Linked DNA regions of Gasterosteus aculeatus: region 1 is linked to region 2. Evidence: chromatin contacts called from public Hi-C data. All regions are on one chromosome and are shown on one strand. Each heading gives the region's core, a stretch centred on a gene start, on an enhancer-like site or on the middle of the called end of the contact. The rest is flanking DNA. Distances are from core to core; before and after follow the strand shown.

Region 1 (6,378 bases), core at 3,851-6,350, 53 kb before region 2:
TTTGAGAGCAGAGGGAAGTTGTCAATATAGAAAAGGGAGGAAATTCTTTATCCAAGATTGGACACAAGTGTGAGAGAAAGCAATCGCAAACTCGCATGCAGACAATTATACTGACAAGAGATAAGGCCAGCAAACACACACACAAACATACATGCTGATCACATTAAAGATCTATGCTGTCACAAACTAAATATAATTAAATATTAAGTTAAAATCAAAGTGAATTAGTTGAAATTGAAGGGCCACAATGATAAACAATCAGTTGGCTGCACACACAAATATAGCTTCAGTGAGGCGGGATGACGTACCAGCCCCAGCGAGGATGCTTATTACTCAGGCTGCCGTTCTCCTGCTCCCTGACTCATGAAAACACGCACTCACAAACACACATCACGCAACTACAGAAACGCACACTAATAGATCCCTCAGAGGGGTAACCACACGTTGCCATTAGCTCATTATACACAGAAGGAGCCCGCATGCTCGCTCCACTCACAAACAGAACCGTGCACATCCCAACAGGCCGGACACATGCAGGCACACAAACACAATTAAGCAGCAGCATGGGCACTCAGCAGGGTTTAAAGGACAATTAAAAAGCTCAATTAGACTTATATTCTTATTTCACGAAATGGGCGTGCTACAGATGCCGTGGCTCGCTTGTTGCGTTTAAACACACACACTTTTGGTTCCCTCCCGGGAGGCAACACATGGGGACGTGGAGAGAGGAGGGAGAGATGTGATGTAAATATGTCTAAGGGGGGCGCTTTGCCCCGGCTGTTGAGGTAAGTGCCCGAAGAAAACGTATCCCACGTCCTTTAAATGCAATGCTGCGGATACTAATAGGATTTTGAGTGTTTGCAAAGGTGATTCACTTAGTTTGAGAACCCCTTGGTGATGTTTCTTTGCTTAGTAACTGTGCCTGGAAACAGACTGCGTTTGTGCTCATCCGCAAATACATTCACAACCTTGTTCATCCGAGTCATTTCCTCCCTCCAGCCTCAAACTTCGACAAATTCTAGCCCTTTTTGCGGTGTATCCCTCCTTGCCTTTTCTGCCCCCCCCTTGCTCCTCTTTGCATCGCATCCAGTAAACGTATAACAGTCCAATTCTCCCTCTCCTGCATCAAAGTTTGTTTTTTCTGTTGAGTCAGCAGCTGCATAAATCCACTGTTTGCGTGTGTGTACTTGGGGAAATTGGTCTTGGCCAGGCCGCATTCTTTGAATAGACAAAACCTTTCCATTCAGAAATAGTCACTCTCTCACACACACACACACACACACACACACACACACACAGGAGGCAGATGGTCCAACCTGTAGGTTTTCCACAGCCCATTTCCAGAAGGCCAATGCTTCACTGTCCACCCTAACTGGCACCCTAACGCACACTCACTCACACATGCAGGGGGGGAAGAGACAATAAATTCAAACCAGCACAATACAACCCCCGCAACGGACACACTGGGAGCCACGGCTAAAGCCAGAAAAACAAACCAAGTCCCCGAGTTCATCCAGAGGTAAAATGAATTCACGCTCACAGGAGGCCACGTGATACAGGTCCTCCACTATGAAGGAACTTGGCACCACATTAAAGACTTTTTTTCGCCATTCAAAGTGTCAGCTTCTCTGACTTCCACGGTTACAAGGGACTGGAAAATCTGATTTCAACAGTAGCTTGATCATTCAGATGGTTTTACATTCGTCCATCTTTTATTGGGGGCTTTTAAAATTGCTGTCAACAGCTCGGAATATTGTAAGATTCATTGACGTTTATTCACTTATGGAAGATGATTCTAGCTTCTAAGCAGAAAGGAGGGGAAAAACCTTTTTCCATCATTGCACTTCACTTTGTGGACTGAGGTTGGGGAGTTAAGTCTGAAGGCCTTATTTAAAAGGTAATGAGTTAGTGGGTCTCTGAAGAGCTGTGAAACCACCAGTGAGAAAAAAAAAATTAGACGATAAGCCAACCAATATTTCCCTCCGGCCGAAACTCTGTGTCCCTCTAATCCTTCTTCTCTGTGTCTCGATTTTCATCTTCTTCTCTTTAAGTCCTCTTTTTTCCTGCATCGATGAGGATGGCCAAAGCCCTTCTGGCAGCTAATTGGTGCGATCTTACAGAAAGGTGCCTTCAATTTTGCCTCGCTTTATAGACACTTTTCCCTTTCTCACTCACTTCTCACCCTGAAATCACACGGAGGATTGTTTGTAAGCCACTGCGGCCTGTATGCACTCAGGCACATACAGAACAATGTTGTTCACTCACCAACAACTGCAAGAACAGGTGCTTTAGCACACACACACACACACACACACACACACACACACACACACACACACACACACACACAATAACTCTGAGAGGTCCCAGTGGGAGAAGCCACTTTCCACAACATTTTACCCAATTTGCATTGCTCATGGCTGCATCGCTTCCTCTGCGGAGAAGATATGGAACGAATGTTTTGTGTGTGTGTGTCGGTCATAACTATGGAGTAGGAGAAAAGATCTACATCAGTTAAGTCAGAATATGCATCTTTTAAAGTTTGAAAACACAAAAAAAGCTAGTTTGTGCATTTTAGAAGCTGTATCCATACTAGTTCAGCAGATCCATCCATAATGTCAATCAGTCCCCAATTTATTCATGCATAAATAAAGAGAATTCAGGTCAGGGTTGACTGTTAATAAAAGTGGCTCTCTGTGCATTCCCTCCATGATGGATGTTATACACAGCCTAACAGACTTCACTGGATGGGAATCAGAGGGCTGTGAATAAGCACGCACAAACGTACGTTTTTAGTGAACATCAGGACATGGCCCTTGTGGCTTTTACCAGTTTACTGAAGACCCCCCCGCAGAGCCACGTACACACCTAAGCATACACACTGGTAGAAAGTGATGCAGGACAAATGCATTAGAGAGATGATGCAATGAGAGGAGTCAAAGCCGTGAGCAATCAGTGTGTGTGTGTGTGTGTGTGTGTGTGTGGATCTTCTCTCCTACGCTTCAGCTCCCTACTTGCCTTTTTCTCAGAGGAATCAGGTTGTTTTTCTTCTTTTTGTTTAAGATTCTATCATGTGGTTAAGCACACATGGAGGTACAATTGTGACAAACATACAGCTGTGAGTTCTTCAGTTCTTCAGGGGAAGGAAAATATATATACACACACATTATATATTAGTGCTGGACAACAATTACACTTTTTAATCGTATGATTTTTGCAATTATTCGCCAATGGATGAAAAGTAGTGTATTGCACACTTTTTCATCAGTAAAAAACTGTTGCGTGTCAGCCTTAATGAATTAATGCATTAACACGATAACAACATGTTAACATGCCCAGCACTAATATACACGCACATAATTGGGTTAGAATTGGTGATTAGTTTGCATAATCCTTAGAATTCACACTCTTTTTGCCGGGAAGATGCCACTGAAAGAGAAAGATTTATCTACTGCTTTAAGCATTGAGTGGACACAAAACCTTTAGCAAATAAACAACATTTTCAAAGCAATCCACATTAGTGTGGACAATATGTCTCACCTGATCTTTACTTTCTGGTCTCAAAGGCCACAAAGAATTACAATCCCACCACTTTATCAGTAAGTCCAATCGAAGGGTAATTTCCCCTAAAGTCTGTCTTTTAACTCTATTGACCAAGAGGGATGAGAAAACGCCCGGAGCTCCTGAGAGCTACCTTCTTCCAGATGAACTCACCCAATAACTCTTAGAGGCATTGTGCCTTGAATGTGCTCCTTGATTTCTAGTGATGGGAAAGTGAAAGATAAGTGTGAAAGAAGAAGTTATTTCTGATTCGGGTTGAGCGTATTAGGTAAACTATAGAAAACAGAACTCATCGCTTAGTACGGGGAGCCCATTGTCCGGTAGGTGAACTCACAAGGAAATTCTGTCAAGGATATGTGTAATAAGTGGCATTATGTTGTGACCCGCAGCCCTGATGTCATATCCTATCGCGAGGTCCTTGACACACTCGCACAGAGGCAGCGGGGCAGCACGAGTCTCAAGAAGAAGGTGAGTCGGGTACAATTGTGGCCGTGCCAGTTACTGCCCATGAACTTTATCTGGCTGCTTCTCTCTAACACGCTTCGTTCCCAGCGGCAGCCTTGACCCTTTTGCCTCCTCCTCACTCCACTGCGTCACTAAATGCAGCCATTCCGGCTCCCGTAGGGCCCATGATGGAGCTCCGGTCGCCTCCCAGCCGCATTCATACCAGCGGGCCTGTAATGAAACTATGGATTTTCCATCGGAGTCCTGACACTAACGGCCTGTTTGCCGTGCATCTGATGTCTGCTGCGCTATTTTGCACAGTATACAGTATATGGAGACGAGAGGAAAGAGAAGATCCCCCCCGGCGGCACCATTACTGTAATTCTTTTCACATTTCTCTGGCAATGGTAACGGCCATGTCAGCCAAATAGCATTAACCCACTGCTGCATTGTGTAGGTTTTGTGAAGACAGCTTTTGAATGATAGTAAGGGGAAGGAAAAGGAAAAAAAACACATTTTACCTATTTTTAACGATTCTTAAATAAAAATTAAACTTTTTCCCGCCAGATTAGGAACTTTTACATCACGTCGATTGATTTTGTGTCCAGTCAAGGCGTTTGTGTGATATCAAAGCCACAGAGAGCGCAGCCTGAATCCCGTTCGGTGTGTGGTGCCTGTTGGAGCAAGTCCTCACAAACCCACAGCTCCTCTGCGAGCGCACAAACATGACGACCGGAAGAACTCGCCGGGGGAGTTAATGAGCAAGTGTGCTGTCTCTGCACTTTCATTTCTCTCTCACACATATCTGTCTCTCTCTCTCTGTTGCTCCACACAAGATCCCACCCCACCCACCACCACCACCACCCCCACCACACACTGGGGTAAACATGACCTACAAGCCCACTTCTTTCCAACCCCAGTCGAAACTGCCTTCCCAGCGCTGCGTCGCTGCTCTATGCCGCTCCATCGCTGCAGCAACCCAGTTCCAACGTTGTCGCCTGTAACACAAACGTCAATGCTCCCTCTCTCTCTCTCCCTCTCTGATTCTCGCTCCCCTCCTTCCTCTTCCTCACTATCGCCATCCGTGGCTGCCCTGACTACTGTTGCCATGGCAACCGAAGAGCAGGCCCGCTCACCGGGGGATTTGGAGATCCGTAGACAACTTGGAGTAAAGACCCCTATGTTATTGGAGCCTTATTATTGGGTGTGTGTTATTCTGTGCTCTCGGGTGTGACCGCGCTTATTGTTGTGAGCTCGAAACCCTCTAATATTGTCCTCGCAATAATAAAGCCGGTCTCTCGCGGGGGCATTGGTGCAGCCAAGAGCTATCCCCTCACCACGGCACGGGGGGGACAAATACAATTTAAAGGGAAGAATGAAAGCCAAAAGTATGCTTAAACTTCATTGATCATTGATTTAACTTCATGGGAATACAATGGAGGTGCACGTAAAGAGTAAAGGGAAAGCATAGAAGACTGAAGGGACAATTGAGGAAGAAGCCCATGTCACTTTCTCTCCTCCCTCTCTCTTGTACACACCCTTCAGTGCTGGCCCTATCCATTCCAAGGTTATCAGTAATCCAATAGGTTTCCCTGGAAGCAGGCAGTTTTCCAAAGACACCAGCCAGTATCCGGATAGCAGAAACATCCGGAAGGAATTTCAACCAAGAGACAAAGCGTTCCCTCTCTTCCTGTTCTTCTCTATGACAGGATGAAGGAGTTCCTTCCGTCCTCAGATTTCCTTCATCTCTTCCGCCCAGTTTTTTTCCTTCAGTACATTTTCTCGTTTGACATTCAAGCTTCAGTTGGTAGCCACACACACGGCATATGTTCAGACTTGTTCGTACGCATAAAGGTAAGACAGCTTCCACACTGGCTCTCAATCATGCCTTAAAAACAACCGAAGACTACAGGACTTATCAGGCCATATTCTCTCAGATCATGCATGCGCACATAAATAAACAGAGAAAACCAATGTTTAAGTGAGAGGGTCTGGTGTTATTTCTGGGCCACTAGTTCCCTGCCAGTGACCCAGAAATGGACAGAAAAAGGCTCTTGTGGTTGATAAGACAAAGCTGGGAGTCCTTGGGCTGAAGCTTGGAGTGAACACAGGCGGATGCAGGGTTAGCATGAAACAGTTCGGTGGTCTCCAGCTCAGTCCTTTACAGATGACAAATAATTGCACAGAATTCATTGAAATCCAATGAAAATGAGCAAGAAAGTAGTCCATAAAGTATTCACACAGTGCTTTCACAGGACCATATAATGGCCACCACTATAAAGCATGGTGCCCTTGGATGCCGGCCTGCTTTGCCTATGGTGGGCATCTGTGTACTTGCAGCCGTTAATGAGTGTTTGTGTGTAAATGTGTACA
Region 2 (6,528 bases), core at 1,788-4,287:
TATATATATATATATATATATATATATTTTATAAATAAATGATATAATACACACAACAAGACTAGTTATTTGGGGAGCCAAGTGGCAGTTCTCACTTGAGCTCTTCTGGTCTTCCTCCATCTGAGATCTAATTAGACCTTGAATACGCCAGTCACTGAAAGGTCCCGAGGAATGCGATGGGGGGGGGGGAGTGGGGGCGGGATCGCACAAAGGCAGGACCGGCGGGGTGCAAAGTGCACGTCAGCTTGAATTCCAAAGTTTGAACATCACAGATTTACCCTTCACGGCAGCAGCCGGACGGGACGGGGCAGACTTTCAAAATGCATGACACCGCTGCATATGGTGGGGCAGATTTTTATCATAATTGGGGAAGATTGAGGCAAATTGCTGGTCATTTTCTGGCTGGGTTGCCAGCTTTCATGTGAAATACCATGCAAGGCCGCCGTTTTACCCCCCCCCACACACACAAATTAAATCTGTGGCTCTCAGCTGTAAAAGAAACATTGGCCAAATTACCTGTTTCAGACTTCATGAGCAAATACAGAATCCCTTTGGGTTCATTTCTAAAGCATTGCATTAAGACATACATCACTTTATTTAATACTCTGCGCTATTTGCAAGTTTGCTGTGTTGTGTTAGATTCTTAATAAAGTTAGAAAAAAACATTTACGGCAAACCAATGATCATGAAGACACTCATTTAACGTTGGACATGGAACATGGAATCTGCATGTCGCTAAATGGCAAACTAAGATCGGCTTGTGCCATTCTGAAGGAGGATCCTACCGGACCACAGACCACTGCAACCTGCCGTTCTGCCAAGGAACCTGCCAAAAACCACTGCAACCTGCCGTTCTAACAAAGGAGCCTACCACCGACCACTGCAACCTGCCGTTCTAACAAAGGAGCCTACCACCGACCACTGCAACCTGCCGTTCTGACAAAGGAACCTGCCACCGACCATCGGAACCTGCCGTTCTGACAAAGGAACCTGCCACAGACCATCGGAACCTGCCGTTCTGACAAAGGAACCTGCCACAGACCATCGGAACCTGCCGCTCAGACAAAGGATCCTGCCACCGACCACTTTTTTTTGCAGTAGCACCGGCGCTACTGCAAAGAGTTCGGTCTCCATTACCGCCGCTCCTGGCCCTCGTTCACACACTGGTGTGAAGTCAGGATCTGGGTGGAAGGAGTCGGGTGCACCTCCACTGTGCGGCTGGCGGCCTGTCAGTCCTTCGTGGAATGATTTAAAGCCGTGGGACTGGGCACCGGCTCTTAAACAAACACTCACGTCACGGTTCACATCCCGCATCATTTAAATGGGAACCCGCTGCCCACCGCATTTAACTGTCAATAAGGAGCTGCCGCTTGACTGGGCTGAGGGACAAAAAGAAAAAATGGGTCAAGTCACTTCTGATAAAGAGTTACCACGTTAGTCACGTGACGCCCGTGTCCTGTGGGGGTGTTGGGGTGGTGCCAAAGGATACATCCATCAACGCTGCCATGTCTGTATCAACTACTAAATACAAACCAGGACTCCCTTCATATTTCAGTGATTATTTGTTTTAGAGGGAAGGGGAGGGGGAGTGATGGGCTGCAGTCTGGTCCCCCCCCCCCCCCCCACTCACCCATCAAAATAGGTTAAAATGATGTCCCTTACTCTTCTAATATGATTTATGAATCCACAATCCGTGGGTCACTAGCGCGCGGGGGTCGGCGTGGGAAGTGTAATTTGATTTTATTTTTTTATTTTTTTCTAATACTAAAAAGGGGAAAGAACTGAGGAGAATCCGATGGAGCAATGAGAGCATTTTGAATAGCTTGACAAGCAATGCGCACTCTACACACCCACAGACAGCACTCACAAAGCGCCTCTCGTTCGTTAGCACGTTAACGCGCCTTTCACACCACGCCGACGCAATTTACAATTCATTCAAAGCTAATAGCTCAATCGATTGCTTTTCTTCTAAAGCGAGCACCCAGAGGAGAAATCACACACACACACCTCCACCCTTAGAGGTCCGTTTAGGAAAGCCTATGCAGGGTCGGTACAAGTGTAAAGAACAAATAAACAAGAACGAGGTGGGGGGGGGGGGGGGGTTAAATCCACGCAGCCTCCACGGACTATTCATCCGCGCGTGAGCGTCGGGGCGGCGGGTACCTGAGCCCGCGGGTGTGCGTGTGCTGCCGTTGCCTCTCCCGAGGCGGTGCAACAGCCACACGCACCCTCCGCCGGCTCGGTACCCGCACCGGTAGCTTGTATTTTATTAGAAAAAACTCCACATGTTACTCGTGCGGCGAAGAACTCCCAAATGAGGAAAAGTCGCTTTCTTTTTACTGTGGCCGGAGTCAAACCAGACAAAACTCACCTCGCGCTGCACCAAATCCGGGTTACTTGCAAAAAATAGTTCGCTCCCCGGGTGCGAACCACGAAATTATTCAGTAAGATATGTTCGAATTAATTTAATTAGTTCGTTAAATCGCCGTTCGGCGTCCAGACCATCCGCAGTTTGTTGCGGATCGATCCGACTGGTGGTCACACCGGAGTGCGCGTTCAACACCGCGCAACCACACGCACACACACACAAGCGCGCCCATTACTGGATATCGGAGGAACTCTACGGTTCCTCTTCGTGCCCGTTTCACTGCAACCAAAACCAAGGCTGGAGGCTCGAGCTCTTCAAACTCGTGAGGGAAACCAGACGCCCGAGAGCGGAGAAGAAGCAAGTGGGGGAGGACGGGGGGGCGACGGAGGGAAACAACGACAAACTCCCCGCACAGAGCAATGGAGAGACAGAAACAAATATTTAAGCCGGCTCCCTACAAACCGCCGCTCCTTACACGTGAAAAATAAAAAAACAAAATCCTTCGCCGCAGTTTCCACGGTACTTACAGGTTCAAGTGATCCGGAGGTTAGATATCCTTTCCATGGTTTTAAATTCCAAAACTTCGGGACATTCCACTGTGGTCACGGAGCGGCGGGGCTCTCTCTCCGGCGGCTCCCTACGCGTGAATGGAGAGGAGAGGAATGCAACTCCGGCTTCAGGAGGAGGGAGGAGGCGCTCCGCTGCTGCAGTACCGCACGTGGCCTATAGAGGGCGGCCCCGGGCCGACGGGGACACGTGGGAGACACGCATTTCATTCATTCGCACAAATAATTTATTTCATGTAATGGACGCGCGCATGGACTCGGCTCCATTATCTATTGGTTTGGTTAAGTTATTATTGAAGATGACTTATGTCAGTCATATGTTATTGCGATGAATTCATGATATGGTCTGAGATATTATATTATTTTCTGTACAGTGAAGTTCAAGATTTTTAAAATATCATCATAATGCCTAGACTGTAGTGTACAATATAAAACGGAGTTCTCTTTCAGTTATATTCCAACCTGAAGCTAATCTAAATAAGTCAATCATAGACATTGTTAATGTGTACTACCAATCCAACAACAGTTAACAGAATCATCTTTGTTGTCATTGTGATCCAAAGGGCGTGTTGTGGTCTACAGGCTATTGTTGGGAGGGGGAGGGGTGAAAACAAATATTTGCTGGACAAATGAGTGCTATTGGTAGCGAGAGTAAAGCTAGTTTAGCTAGGAGGCAGAATATTGGACACATGCAGGTTAAATCAGAAAACATCAACGCAAAATATGTACTGAATCGTGTTTGAAATATAAACTGCCCTGGGAGATCTTGGAAGACGTGTTTGGATGTGAGTTCCCCAAAACAAGACGGGCTCCTTAATTAAATGAGGAGGCCCCGGGCCTGGCTGTCACATCCCCTCAGCTGACACATTCCCACTGACTAACTTGCACTCAGGTTGACAGATTTTGGATACAAGCTGCGCCCGTGAGGCCATCCAACCAACTTTTAAATCTCCCTAATTTCTTATGAAAAGACCGTTAAAGTGACTTTGAAAGCTCAATTTCAGTATTCATCACGCAGTCAATGACTAACCTGAGCCGGGACAAATTGCGTTTTGGGCACTGTTCCACGTTATCTCTGCGGCAAGGAAGCTTTTGGTATAACTGAGCTATTCAAACAGGCAGCTCAGGTTACCAATTGCACTCAGGAGAGCAGAGAGCAAGATCTGGCAATAACCACACCACCTGGCCCCGTACTCTGAGTGTGTGTGAGGGAGCGTGTGTGTGTGTCTGTGTGTGTTTCAGAGAGGTAGTGTATATTTGATTGAGACGGACAAAGACATTTGTGTGTGTTATGTGCATAAAAGAGCAGCTGAATTTGCAGCACTTGCCAGGACATTTCCCCACGGTCTCTCACACCACCCAGCAGTCAATAGTTTCCAAAAGCCCACTGTTTGCCATTAGAAATGGTTGGTTTTGCCATAGTACTGCTGAGAGATTAGGACTCACTTACCATGTGAAAGGCCTCTGGACAAAGCGGCTCCCTATCATGCACTTAAACACTAACACATTGATTAGCTCGGAGTTAGTGTGGTTTGCGTCCATCCAGTTCCTCTTCAGGCCCACTGTAAATTCTCATGGGAATATTTTCAAACAGAATAAAATGCATCCGACTGAGCACAACATTATTTCTGTGCAAGCCAGGATGAAAAGACATGCATGCAAAATGGACTCTGTTTCCTTTCTGTTGAACCCAGTTGTATTTTAACGTAGCGAATTATAATACAGCCACAATAAAGACACAGCAACCGACATGTGCTTTAATAAAACGGTTCTCCTTTTCTATATACTTGTTGAAGGTGTTTTTTCTTAAAGAGACAGATTAATCCTGGCCGTCATGATTTGACTAGACAGTGCACAGGACGAGCAGCTTGGGCTGAAAGCACAGAGAATATTAAATAAGGGCGTGCATGGCAGTTTGGTGGTTTGCTGCTGGTTTGCTCTCTATTTGCCTTTTTCTTTCTTATCCATGCACTATTAATGGGACTGTGTTTGGCAAAAAGAACAAACATATAAAGTGAAGACAGAGATACAATAACTGACTGATCAGAGAGAAAAGAGTCCCAGTTGCCGTTGGAAAGAACACAGTGAATACACAAACCGAAATCTGTGAAGACACACACACACACACACACATATGTTCACATAGAAACAACAAAATAAGGATGTGTGTGTTAGTGCAGTGCAACCACAAACAAAGAAACGTGTTTTCTTTAGCCTTTTTATCTACACTGTCGACACATCCACATTCTCCTAAAAATATGCAAAACACAGGTGGATACTGCTTTTATGATGTAAAAATTAAGTTAACAGTGATAACAAATAAACCGGTACTAATGCGCCCTTTAAACAAACTGATGTTTTAACCCCCATACCTGACAGATGACCAGCGTTTGTTTTTCACCAGTGGCATCGCTTTTACTGCCCATGAAACTTGATCCTTCTTTCTCAAAAGGGAAAAAAAAAAAACATCTGATCTGTGCTAATTATTTGAAAGTAAGCAGTTTTAGCCAGCTGGTGAAGTGCAGCTCCTGTGGCCGTGTAGCCTGAGGTGGCGTAGCTCTAACTGAACAGGTGATGACTCATTGATTGGATAACAACAAGATGGCTGACTGTCAGCTAGCACAGTTGTAGGATCCCACCCGGCTAGACCGGTCCGATCTGTTTGTACAGTCGCTCCAATCCCAAGTCAGCCTCAGCCGCCACATCTGGTGTGATAGCAGTGTCTTGGAAAAGCGGTCTAATACAAACAATACATATCGCCATAATACTCCCCCAAAAATGTTGAGATCAGATGACAATACAATGTTTTCTTCCAAATCTGCTAAAATACCTTTTCAAGTCAGTAGATACATAAATACATTTGTTTGGTATCTTTTGTCCACGTTTAGGCACAGGCTAAAATATTTGAATTACAAGGACATAATGGCATCCTTCATATTAAAGGGATTCCCTCAGTCGGCTGTTGTTTTTTCTAGTATCGTGTAATTACGACAACATGTGTTCCTGTGTCCTATTGTCCCATTACTCTGGATGTTTAGTCACCTCATAGATCATAAGATTCAGAACTTTCAATTGAACCACAATGACCATAACATCTTATTATTTGATTGATGATGTTAAATGAATAGATCCAAAGTAATTGGGTTTGTTTTATATGTGGGGGAAAAGTAATATGAAATGCAACACAATTCACTACACAAAACATTAGTTTGTTATTTGTGATTTCACACAAAAACCCACTAATCATAAACATTTGCGTTTAAAAAATATTTTATTGACGTTATGATTTCAACCGTGGCGCCCAGGCTAATCCATAGCAGCAAAAAGTAAGAAACACGATGAACAGCACATGATTGAACGAAGAACTTTCTCTGCACCTTTTGTAATTTGTAAATACAAAATGCATGTAGCCTCCGTGCAACGCCTCTACCGTAGAAAGAATCTTTGCGTTACGATATCAGCGGCTAGCAAAGAGCAGCAAAACAGAAATTTTGTGCAACCATGTTGGAGGTTATTCATGTTAATTCAATTCAAGTAAATCCCAGAAACACCTCTAGATCGATAAAGCAACCAGGATTCAGAGGAGGTGAAAGT

Evidence for each region. A called contact is a pair of places that touch in the nucleus more often than the background predicts.
Region 1: a contact with region 2 is called in a Hi-C map of liver, with 1.8 times the contacts expected there. The contact joins the enhancer-like site here to the promoter of plxna1b in region 2. A contact is called at or near these places in 5 of 6 Hi-C or Micro-C datasets (liver, skeletal muscle, tail fin and 1 more).

What each region holds. Positions count from the first base shown.
Region 1 is chr17:14,441,608-14,447,985 of fGasAcu3.hap1.1, reverse strand. The region is part of intron 3 of plxna1b (plexin A1b); the gene reads right to left. Among protein-coding and RNA genes, the nearest start is that of plxna1b, 54 kb to the right of the region's middle. Within about 2 kb of position 5,100, at least 6 of the 9 cell types and tissues checked have open chromatin away from gene starts, as enhancers often do.
Region 2 is chr17:14,386,826-14,393,353 of fGasAcu3.hap1.1, reverse strand. It overlaps plxna1b (plexin A1b), which reads right to left and starts at 3,037. Exons shown (of 32, transcript XM_040203502.2): 1 at 2,896-3,037.